Linked DNA regions of Sus scrofa: region 1 is linked to region 2. The links are chromatin contacts, called in public HiChIP or PLAC-seq maps. All regions are on one chromosome and are shown on one strand. The core of a region is the stretch at or near the end of the contact, and the rest is flanking DNA. Distances in the headings are between cores, read along the strand shown. Region 1 holds the start of ATG3 (ubiquitin-like-conjugating enzyme ATG3). Region 2 holds the start of NEPRO (nucleolus and neural progenitor protein).

Region 1 (5,981 bases), core at 276-2,775, 380 kb before region 2:
ATGCATCTTTGAAAGTAAAACCAGTCATTCTTCTAATAACTAATGTTACAACTTTTACTTTAAAATATCTTTAAAAATGTAAATAAACCAAGTATCTAGAAGGGTCAGCCTACTCCTTATTATCATTGACGTCCAAGATGAATAACTAGTTTCAGTTATTTTAAAAACTTGGAAAGGGGGGTGTTGTCTGTTAGCTGGGTTAAATGGTACTGAAAGAAATAATGTTGCAAATTTCACCTTCTTTTTCTGAAATCTAGTAATTTGGGACCTTAGTCACAACTTACTATTTCAAACCCCTAATTAAAAGAGACTTACTATGAACTTTGAAAGAAAAAGGTGACATCTCATTTTAATACCAAACTGATTTCATTTTTTAAGATAAGCAAAATCTTCATTTCAGTAGTTCAAAAGACTTCCGACGTTAGGATTTAACGTCCTCAAAAATCACTTATCTACGGACCACCATCCAACCTGATTGTACCAAGAGGAGCTGAGTGCTGACGGGTGGGAGACAGAAGTATGCAGAGTCGGTCCAAATTACCCAAGAGCCAGAGGAAACACCTAGGGAACAGCTAGGTAAGACCGCAGGTAGGGGCTGCACCTTTTCCCGTGTACCATTCCTACCGCCTTCCCACACTTTTTGCCACCGGAGAACCAGGTGACTCTCCAGGCGCCCGGCCCTAGATCCCTGCAAAGCCAAGCGTGTGGGTGACAGTCCCTGACAAGCCCACTTACCTTGAGGACCGGGGTCAGGTACTCAGCTACTTCCAGTGCCTTTCCCTTTACCGTGTTAATCACATTCTGCATCCTGGGGCCGGAGGAGCGGCCGGCCCCGAGACAGAGTGGAAAGGACAGCCGGACAGGGATCGGGAGTCAGAAAACGTCCCCGCCGCCGACGACTGGCCTCGACACCCGAGGCGACGAGACGCGACGAGACGCGACGGGACGGACGGGACGAGGGGGAGGGGCGGCCGGCGGGGCGAGAGAGAGCGGGGAGCGCGCTCCTCGCGCCCCAGGCAGCGCGCGGTGGGCCGGGCCCAGCTGTCACCAGGCCGCAAGGGAGAGCGGTGGGGCCGACTTAGGGGGAAAAGCGGGCGCACGCGCACCCTCGCCTTCTCAGGGGCTGTCTTCTCCGCCTAGCTTCACTCGCACCCCTTCCGGCTTCTCCTTCCTCCTCTCACTCTCTCGCCGTAGCTCCGCCGCCACCTGGACCTCACGTGACAGAGGACTCTCCCGACACGTGACGCGAGAAAGGCCGCGCTTGGGGCGGGATCGGGTCGCTTTTCCCCTCCCTCCGGAAGCGTAACACTGAGCGCGCCTGCGCAATGGGCGCCAGGTCCGCTCTTTCTAGCGTCGGGTAGTTATTGTGCTTTCTGTTCCAGAATAGGAGGGTTGGGTGCAGAGGCTTATTCGCCTTTCTTTTCCACCCATAGCTTCCCTGCCTATGTGCCCTAAAAGCTGCTGCTGTTGCGGAGCCAGACAGTTACTGCTTTAGCTCTAGGATGCATGCTCTTCCGCAGGAAGCTCTTCGAAGGGACCAAGGTAACAGCGCCCCCACCCCGGGGCGGGGTGGGGGCAGAGGCAAAAGAATGCGCGTGCGTTTGAGGGGAGGGCGCACGGGTGACAGAAGGCGTTCCTAAATCGTGGAGGGAAACCTGCCCTTCGGGTGGGGAGGGGTGTCTTTTTGGCTTTGGTACACTTGGGCCCACTAGGCTGTGGGTGTTGGTACTTCCAGCCCATCTCTCACCAATACCACCGGCTCTGCGCTCCATTAAACTGGCATGCTTTGGGCAGGGTAACTACTCAGTGTAGAGTCTAGTGTCTTCAACATCTCAAAAAAGGGCCTTGGAGTCATTGATTTCTAAGTTCCCCTCTGCTTCCAACACTAGTTGGAAATTAAAGTAACAGCAGTGTTTCAGATATTTCCATTTTGGTCATTATTTAACGAATCTTTCACTGCAAGTTCTTTTTTTTCCTCCTATGGAAAAGCTGCTACTAAGGAGAAAAATACAAATCTGAAATTATCTTTTAGACCACAGTTGCTCATAAGAGTGAAAGTTAAAAGAATTGTTTCTCTGCAAAATTCTGCAGTCCCAAACTGTCCTTTTGTCAGCACTTCTAATCTAGCCCTTGCCTTTTCTGTGTCTAGAGTTCCCCTTCCTATCAAATTTTGACTGTTTCATTTCCTTTCACCATAGTTTTTCTTGTAGTTCTCAACTTTTTTGATTTTGATATAGACATCTAAAAAATTCCTTTTCTGTTCTTCACAAGTCAGTGGTATGTACATTATACTTAATCGGCTGTCAGGGTTGTTCATGAACATGTCCTTCTCTTTAAGGCAGTTGAAAAAACAGTGAAATGGAAAGCACATGTTGTGGTCTTCCAGTGTTATGCTCCTGGTCAACAATGTATGCATTCCTGCTAGGGGTGGTATTCATTGCTTTAAGCTCAAGTCGCATCCTACTTGTAAAATATTCAGCCAATGAAGGTAAGTTAAGACTTGGATTATGTATGGAACTCTGCCATTTAATCACCCATTGTCTTTCTTGTCTTTGGTTTCCTTGTGTGTAAAATGGGGATTATATCCTTAAAAGTACTCTGCTTCATGTGAGTAATAAAGCATGATTCAATTTGGTTCTTTAACCTTTCATACCTTAGCAAGAAAAATTTTTGATGCTGAGTGAAATTTGGGTCAGGCAAGTACAGAATCAAACCCTTAGCAGAATGGATCATAACATCTGACTATTCAGTCAACAGGTGTTTCTGGGCCTGTAGCAATATGTATTATAACTTATCTTGAAATATGAGATATTTGTTGATCCCCTGGCATTTATAAGATAGTATTTTAATTACATTATCAATGAAACAGTATAGGTTATTAGCTTTGACAAATACATACTCAAGAAATCTTGTTCTTAACAGAAGAATTTGTATTTAAACAGTTTTATTCCATAAAACCTTATTGAGAATCTCTCACTAGTTATTGAGGACACATAAAGTTGGATACTGTGACTGTTAATGGTCTGCTTGGGAAGTCAGATATGTATATAAGTCTCTCTTTGGTTGACCTTTCTCTGCCAGGCACTAAGCTAATAAATATTAGTAGCAGGGTTCAAAGTACATAAGATAGACCTTATTCTCAAGGATTCACAGTTTATTAGGAGAGAAATACATGTAAATGGATTATTAAAATACACTATAATAAGTTTAGTTTTATACCAAAATGCAGAGATAGTTCAGAGTAGAAAGTGTATATATTCTGACTGGGAGAGCATGATGTGGGCTGCAGAGAGGTCAGGGAACAGTTCCCTGATAAGCTAACAGTTGATCTACAAGAAGACAAGGTAGGCAGCTGTATTCAAAACAGAAGCAACAGCTGTAAAAAATGAACAGATGTATTAAAAAGTAGGAATGAATTTCCCACTGTGGTGCAGTGGGTTAAAGGATCCAGTTCCATAGGTTGCAGCTGTAGCTCAGGTTCAATCCCTGGCCTGGGAACTTCATATGCCTCGGGTGTGGCCATAAAAAAAAAATTTTTTTAATTGAGAAAAAAAAAATCAAACTTGGATTGTGAGAATATGTAGTTCAGAATTACTGAGCTGAAAGTTTTAGGGACTTGGAGGAGGTGGGGGAAGGATTGCTTGGCCTGAGAGGGAAGCAATGATTAGATAGTTAAGGACTTCACAGGCCATGCTATGTGTCTGGGACTTTTTCCTTTAGGCCCCAGAGATTATGGGACAAGGAATACTTGGAATGTAAGTGGGAGGGTTAAATGAGAAAGACTGTTATGGTAGCTGAATGGAGAATGAACTAAAGAGGAAGAAAAATAGCCAGTTAGGGGGTTATTGCAAATCCAAGCTACAGATGATGAAAACTAACCGAGGCTTAGAAATAGGAACAGAGAAGAGATGATAGATTCAGGAAATATTTTACGCATAGAATGACAGGACTTAGGGAATATATTAAATGTGGAAATTAAAGGAAATGAAGTATGGGATAGCTCAGAGGTTTCTGATTTGGAGAAAAGAGTTTCTCCAAACTGGTGATGTTCAGCTGAGATGGAGACTAAGGAAGAACTGATGGGACAGACTTCAGGGAGATTAGACAGTTTTAGCTTTGTACCTTTCATGAGGCTGTGTCCTGTTCATTGCAGTATCCCGCTGTATCTAGCACTTCAACACTTCACACGTGTGAAGGAAATGCCAGTTAAGTGAGTAAATAGGAGATAGTTATTCATATGGATATGTTTAGTGAACATTAAATGTCCCAGGATGCAGATTTGGAAACATTAAATTGACATTTAAAACCCAAGGAGTGGAGGGCTCCTTCAGGGTAAGCATGCAGAATGAGAAGATAAGAAAGAGCCAAGGACAGAACTCCGAGGAATGCCAACATGTAACAGGTGTGCTAACACTCAGAGGGATGCTGAGAAGGAATTAGATGAGAGAACTAAATGTTCATGATTTGTAGAAGGGAGTTTGAAGGCTGGAAGGGAATTGCAATATCACAATAAGATAAAGATTAAAACTTGCCCTTTAGAATTAGAAACTAGGATATGTTTGGTAATCTCAGGGACCAGGTATTTTGAGTACAGTGGTGGGGTCAAAAACCAAATTGCTTGGGGACAAGACCTGAGTGGAAAGTGGGTAAAGTGAAATAATGAATGTTGACACTGTTTAATGGAAATAAGGAGGACGTATGGTAGCTGGAGGGGTAGGATCTTCTGTTTTGTATTTCATTTGGCAAAGTTTTGAGCGTATTTATAGGCTGAGAGGAGGAAGGCAGTTAATAGAAATATAAAGGAGATATGCTGAAGCCGGAGGAAATGTTTATTGGAGCAAAGCCTCCGAAGAGAAGGGAAGGTTTTAACAGGATGGGTGGATAGTGCGGCTCTGGCTCCTCTTTCTGGCACTGAAGGGAAACCAGTAAGAATGGATGTAATGTAGATAAGGTTGTGAGTGCTGGCCGGAGAAGAGTGGAGGGAGGTCACACATGATGCTGTGACACTATAAGAGAAATGCAAGGGAAAAAAAAAAAAATGATGAAAAGTTGTGATCTGAAGCCCCACCCCACCCCCACGTTTTTATGTGTTCACTCATGTGTCTCATGCTAGAGAGTAATGTCAAGTATGATTGAAGGATAAGGGAGTATGATTTCAATCTAGCTTTGAGCTCAGAAAAAGGAGGAGGAGAGGTTTTTTGTTTTGTCTTTTTGCCATTTCTTGAGCCGCTCCCATGGCATATGGAGGTTCCCAGGCTAGGGGTCGAATCAGAGCTATAGCTGCTGGCTTACACCAGAGCCACAGCAATGCTGGATCTGAGCCACATCTGCGACCTACACCACAGCTTACGGCAACGCCGGATCCTTAACCCACTGAGCAAGGCCAGGGATCGAACCTGCAACCTCATGGTTCCTAGTCGGATTCGTTAACCACTGAGCCACAACAGGAACTCCAGGAGGAAATGTTTTTAACTAGGCTTTGAATAGATGGAGAAAGTTTAACCGGCAACTAAGTGCCTACCAAGTGCAGAACACTATTAACTCCCAGATCTAGGAAGGTGACTAACATGGTGCCCATCTTGTAAGTATCCTTACAGTTTTTAAGGATAAGACATACAACATGAATAACTATAATACAGTGTTACAAGTACTGTAGTAAAGGTTTACAGGTAGTGTTACCCCAAAACTGGGTTCACTTGGTGAGTCTTGAGCCAAAAGACGGGAGAAGGAAGGATTTATCATCACTTGCATCAAGTAAAGAGAACACCAGGGCTATTTCCCAAAGCAGTGTCTGTCCAAATAGCAAAACTGGGGAAGTTTTAAGCTGAGGGTACATGAATATTCATGAAGGGGTTTTGGTGGTCAGCAGAGTCCAAGCTTTAGTTGAAGTCAGGAGGGTCAGAAAAGGTCAACACCATCAACCCTTAGGTTCCAGTTGATCTGGTGGTTGATTTAGTAGCTACAAGCTCATCTTTACTATG
Region 2 (6,185 bases), core at 1,348-3,847:
AAAAAAAAGAAATCGTCATCTTTTTTGCCTTAAGTAATGGAGTGAAAACCAAAGAGCATGAACCTGTAAGGTTCAATACAATGCCTGTATTTTTTGGCCCGTACACCCAGCATGAAGCACAGTGCCCAGCACATAGGAAGGCACAGTAATTTAAGATTGTATGTAATGAAGAAAATTTTTCCTAAAATTACCTATCTACTAGAAAAAAGACTGGGAAAGAATCAAACATAATTCCTTTCTAAATAAACTTTTTAAAAATGCTTTCAGAAAAAAAAGAGAACGCCCACATGCAACTGTGGGCTGAAGACCTATAAATCACAAGTAATTTACTGTGATTTCCATAAACAACAAAATATTAAGTGGCAGAGTGATGTCCATCTTCATCAAGTAAACATGTTGAGTCTTAAATACAGGACTTCCCCCTTACCTGTTTGAGGGCCAAATGGGGTTTGTGGCGGCCCATTCTGTTGTGATTGCTGTAAAGGAATGCGCATAACACATCCGTTTCTGCATCTAAGGTTTGGCTCTTCAGTGACAGTATAACAAGAGAGCATTCTTTAATTACAGCTGCAATGCAAAGGTCTAAAGCAGAGATGTTTAGTTAGACTTAATATGCATTTCTACATTTTAAGTATAGCATATAAAATGTACATTGAAAGAAGCATCTTCCCTTATTTAATAAATCAAGAACAAATTAATGTCATCATTACTGTCATCATTAATTTGTTCCTGTAGGAACAAAATGATTTCAAGTATGTGAGAAGTCACATAGGAAGGAAGGAAAATGGTGCCAGATGATATCAAGTCCAAGAAGTCACTGAGAGAACATGTGTTAAACTAGTATACTTAACACCTTAAGTACCCTGAGGTGGGAAACATGTTGTGTACTTCTCTAAACGGATAAATTAATTCTCTTAAAAATCAAAGGCACTGTATTTGGGTACTGCTTTACAAATATATTCAGAAAAGAGAAACCACTGTTAACAACTGGAAATTATGTAATTTATGTGACTGAACACATGGTACTTAGTAGAATGAGATGATAGCTTTTTGGTCCGAAAAGCTTTGAAGTAGAAGATGGAGTTAATGTGTTGTCTGTGGCTCTCAGGGTAGTACTAGCCTCCTAAGTGGAAGTAACACAGAGGCAGATTTCTATAGAACATAGAGAAGTTTCTTAACCGTCCCAGCTATTTGAGGCCAGAAAGGGGTGCCTTTGGGATAAAGAGAGAGCTGGTGAATTTCCAGGCCTAATAGGAATCATGTTAAGGAATTTTTGAATAGAGGATGGGGGAAGGTTTCTTGTAAACTGAGCAGGATGGATGGATAGGGCTGGGGATGTGATGATTAGGTAAGTTACAGGTATTAAATATTATTAATAACAGCTATCATTTGAGTATTTATTCACTGTATCAGGCACTGTTCCAAATACTTTACTCTTCCATCAAAACAGTTCTATAGGAATTCCCATTGTGGCGCAGCTGAAAGGAATCCGACTAGTATACATGAGGATGCGGTTCAATTCCTGGCCTGGCTTAGTGGCTCAGGGATCCGGCATTGGCATGCGCTGTGGTGTAGGTCTCAGATGTGGATCGGATCCCCCATTGCTGTGGCTGTGGTGTAGGCTGGTAGCTGTAACTCTGATTCCACCCCTGGCCTGGGAACTTACATATGCTGGGTGTGGCCTTAAAAAGCAAAAAACAAACAAAACCCCCAAAAAACCAAACAGCTCTGTAAGGCAAATACTGTTTTACCCTCATTTGGAAATGAGCTGAGACCCAGAAATGTGAAATAAGGACACTCCCATCCCTCACCCTAGCTCCAGCAGAGGAAGAGCCAGGTTTTAAACCCAGACCAAGCTCCTGCTGCTTGATAACGGCAATGCCACCATACACTGATATTTCACTTCAGAGCATACTCACCTAAATGACATCATTATATCCTCCCAACAACCCAGTGATGGGCAGGGAAGACTAACCCTATTTTACAGAAAAGAAAGGGGGATCTAGGAAGAGTGCGATTTAAGTGCAGAGTGCTTGAGTGACCCGCCGCTCCTCGGTGGAAGAGGTCGGGAAAGACTGTGGAGTAACCACGGCTCTTGGTGGCCTGCGTCAACAGAGGGTTCCCAGGCAGCACTTTTCCCTGATGCTAGCTGCGTTCGCCCCTCTCTGCCTTTTCGGCGCCCCATGGAAGCCCTGCGGTCGGCACGGTGGGTCCAGAGAACAGCAAAGCCAGAGGTCCCCACAAACGCCCGACCCCAGATGCCGCACACCGCCGTCATACCCAGCGTCCCGCGGAGTCCGGAAGTCCCGCCCCTCGCGCACGTGCGCCGGCAGCGGCCAGACGCCTCCTGCGGAAAAGCCTGCGCCCCTTATGGGGCGCCTCACTCACCCAGCGGTGTGTCAGGGTTCTGCACGATTACTGTACTGCGGCTGCCGGCTTTGGGGATCCTCACGCGGTTCCACAGTTCCGGGCTCGGCGGCAGCGCAGCCATCTTGAGAGACAGAGGAGGACCTGGAAAAGGCGGAGCTGGGCGAGACAAAATGAAACGACGAAGCAGGAGACGTCCGGGGCAGGCGGGGGAGGGGAGGTTGAGGAAGAGGGAGAGGGGGCGGGGCCTGGGGGCGGGGCGGGGCCTGGGGGCGGGGCGGGGGAGGGTCCTTTACGGAATCAAATGCGGTGTACCTGAACGACCCAGAAGTCATTCAGGCGCTGGTCAGGTACCAGAATATTTGGGAGATTTGCAGATGAGGGGGTGAGGCGGAGCCCCATCCATGTACTACTCAATCAAAATCTCTGAATAAGGCGAGGAATCTGCATTGTGTGTATGCTTCTCCAAGGGATTCTGAGGCGCAATCAATTTTGGAACTATTTCAAAGCATTTCACAAATGTGCAGAGTGAAGCTCACAGTTTAGTTGGTGCATACACCTCTATCTCCACCCCAGACATTAGGGGGAAAGGAAGAAGGGAAATAAGGAGGCAGAGTTTACATTTGTAACATAAGTGATTTACTTTGAGTTAGTCAAGGACAGCTCTACCTTGAGCGGCAACAAAACCACGATCACATCACAGAAATTGGAGGCCTCTGACTCTATCAACCCCATCTTCTGTCAGCGTCCAGAACAAGTTGATATCCCAAGCAGTGCTGACCCCCACCTCTCTAGTATCTAATAGTTCATTTATTTTCAGCCACCCTGATGCTACTTTACTAAAGGCCCCCACTGCAGTGCTAAATTACTAGCTCCTCCAAACCTTAGTATCCGTATAGATAAAATGATGATGATAATACAGAATGATAAAGTACTCAGAGCTGAAAAGTGTTTTGGAATGGTGCCTGGCATACAAACAGTACTCTTAGCAGAATTAATATTGTTAATATTTTTTTACTGTTTAATGCAAATAGACTTGTCATAACACTTTCCATGCTCTCTGTTTATACCTTTATACATATTAATTTCTCTACCTGGACCATTTCCCTTAAACACAATCTCCCCCAGCTCTGAGTAATTCTTCCTGAACATCCCTTTCCCACTCTACAACTTGATGTAGAGACCCCTTTATGTACTACCTTAATGCCCTGTGTTGGCTTCTGTATTAGCTTCCTGTTGCTGCCATATAGTCACTTACAGTTATATTACATTTCTGGAACTTAGAAGTCCAAAACTGATCTCACTGGTTCAAGGTTGGAAGCGCTAGTGGAAAATTCATTTTCTTGCTTTTTGCAGCTTTTAGAGGCCACATGTTCATGTTCCTTGGTTCATGTCTCCATCCTCCATTTTCAACGTCAGTAGCAGAGCATTTTCCAGTCTCTTTGCACCTTCTTTTTCTCTCTCATCCTCCTGCCTGCCTCCATCTTAAAAGGACCCTGGTGATTATTTTGAGCCCACCAAAATAACCCAGGATGATTTCCTCATTTCAGAATCTTTAACTTAATCACATCTACAAAATTTGTTTTGTAATGTAAAGTAGCATATTCATAGATTTGGAGGATTAGGATTTGGACATCTTAGAAGGGGGCATTATTCAGCCTACCACAAACTCTCACAGAATTTACCTCACTGTACTATATTAATTTGTATATTTGTATGCCTCTTTCTTCAGTGGTATGTGGGCTTAATGTAAATATTGTAAATAATGTAGGTTATTGATCTCTATATAACAATGCTCAGCTCAGAGCCTGACATGTAGTAGGACCTCAATTAATTTTTGACAGCTTTATTGAGGTAAAATTGGTATGCCAAGAACTGCACATACTTAGTGTGTACAATTTCACTAGTTTGTCAGTATTTAATGGCTTAAGTAAGAGACTAGGTATTCTTGAATAATGCTTTTGATGAACAAGTAGGAATTTCCCAAGCAGATAAGAGAAGAAGACATTCCTGACAGAAAGATGGTAAACAACGTGGGTTGAAGAATCAGTCATCCTGGATGCATCAGTATTGCTGGAGCATGATGTGTTTTGAGGGATAAAGCTGGGAGTAATGGTGTCAGGGACAGAATGTGGATTTACCTTGAAGGCTGGTGGCTCTCAATCCTGGCTGATCATAATAACCTGGCTAGTCTTTTAAAAGAGAAAAACTTCAGGCTTCACTTTAGAAATTCTTATTCATTAGGTCTGAGTAGAGTTCTAATCTGTGTTTTTAAATGCTCCTTGTGATAGTGGCCTATATTAGGAATCCCTTATTGCAGGTGACAGAGAAGTCATTGAGTCTTAGGCTGGGCATTTGTGGTCACCTTGCATCAGAGGACAAGCACTCTGGAGAACAGATTTGAAGGAGATAAGCCTGGAGAAAGGGAGGTAAGGGGATCTATTAAAAGCTGAGGCAAGAGGGAATGAAGGCCTGAATTCAAACCCTGGCACTGAAGATGGACACTGACTTATTTAGATGTCTAGTATTTAGGTATATAAATGTCTAGTATGACTTTCAGACTTTTGCCTTGAGTTTGAGATGTCACATCCAAAAGAAGAACAAATTTAAGTAGTTGGCAGGAATAGAGAGAGAACTTTGACATTCTGAGTTTGAGATTGCCTGTGGGCCATGTTGATACATAAAACTGACCATGATAGAAAATGATTTGATCACCAGAATAGGCCAAGGGAAATGGGGCCAAAAGAGTGAGTGAAGCTGGACCTACTAAAGAGATGAAGGGAAGAGAATTGATGAAAGAAGATGCATTATTCATTCAGCAAAGTTTTGGAGCATCAGCTGTTTGCCAGACACTATACTAGGTCCTAAAGGAAACAAGCAGTGGTGGAATGAAGTGCTTAGGTAGAGGGTTTGTCTTAAAGATCAGAAAGCTTTTATTTTCTGAGCCAGGGAGAAAACTAAAGATAGCTTTATACATGAGTATGTTTGAGGTGGGGGAACAGAAAGATGAAGGAGCTTCAGTGGAGTAGGATTTGCAACCATTACCCAGAGCAGAGGGCAGGGAGATGGGTTCCAGGTGAATGGTGGAAAATTAAAACCAGAGCCTGCTTGAACTGGGGGATATGGAAGAGGCATGGGCTCTGTATTTTACAAAGAAAGTAAGGTTTTAGGGTCATGCTTTAAAAAGTTTGAATTTGTGAAGAAAGACTGCCACAGACACACATCGCTGTGAAGTAGATGAAACCCTGTCCATCTCATTAGTAATCCAAGAAATACAGACTAAAATAATTTTGGAGTATTATCAAGTAGACCATAAGTAAAAAGCATCATGTCCCATGTTGGGCTTTGGACAAAAATTTATATATGAAGTTATCCTTTGTCACAATCATAAAAATGGAAAATGATATATCACACAATGAATCAGTGGTTTTCAAGTATTTTGGCAGTGGAATTCTTTTTCCTCACAAAAATCTTAACATGGAAATCAGATATGTAAAACAAATGAAAGCAGAATTGCAGTGGTTAAGGGTGCAAGGTAGAATGCAGGGTCCTTGCATTAAGGCCTCTTCCTAGGAAAGAGACACTTCCTAGGAACAGTTTGGAATCCAGTGTTGTAAATAAATGAATTTTTATTAATGAGAGTACTTTTAAATGATACATTAAAAGCAGCTTAGAAAACTATGTACAATGTGATTCCATGAAAAAAGTTGTCGTCCACACATTGAGAAAGGTCTGAACGGATCTAAATGAAGGTGTTAATGATGATTATCTTTTCAGCAGTAGGATGGGTCTTTTTTTCTTCTGTGATCTTTTTTGTA

Evidence for each region. HiChIP or PLAC-seq counts read pairs in DNA pulled down with a chosen protein or histone mark.
Region 1: an H3K27ac HiChIP or PLAC-seq map of alveolar macrophages shows a contact between it and region 2. The contact joins the promoter of ATG3 here to the promoter of NEPRO in region 2. A contact is called at or near these places in 1 of 5 promoter capture datasets (fetal liver) and 2 of 2 datasets of contacts at active chromatin or transcription factors (alveolar macrophages and skeletal muscle).

What each region holds. Positions count from the first base shown.
Region 1 is chr13:147,274,654-147,280,634 of Sscrofa11.1, reverse strand. ATG3 (ubiquitin-like-conjugating enzyme ATG3) reads right to left here and starts at 1,525. Exons shown (of 12, transcript XM_003132682.6): 1 at 736-1,525. The coding sequence starts at 807. SLC35A5 (probable UDP-sugar transporter protein SLC35A5) reads left to right here and starts at 1,249. Exons shown (of 7, transcript XM_013982457.2): 1 at 1,249-1,542; 2 at 2,339-2,488. The coding sequence starts at 2,359.
Region 2 is chr13:146,898,422-146,904,606 of Sscrofa11.1, reverse strand. NEPRO (nucleolus and neural progenitor protein) reads right to left here and starts at 2,597. Exons shown (of 9, transcript XM_003132674.4): 1 at 2,389-2,597; 2 at 428-582. The coding sequence starts at 2,491. All of the region lies in intron 5 of GTPBP8 (GTP-binding protein 8), which reads left to right.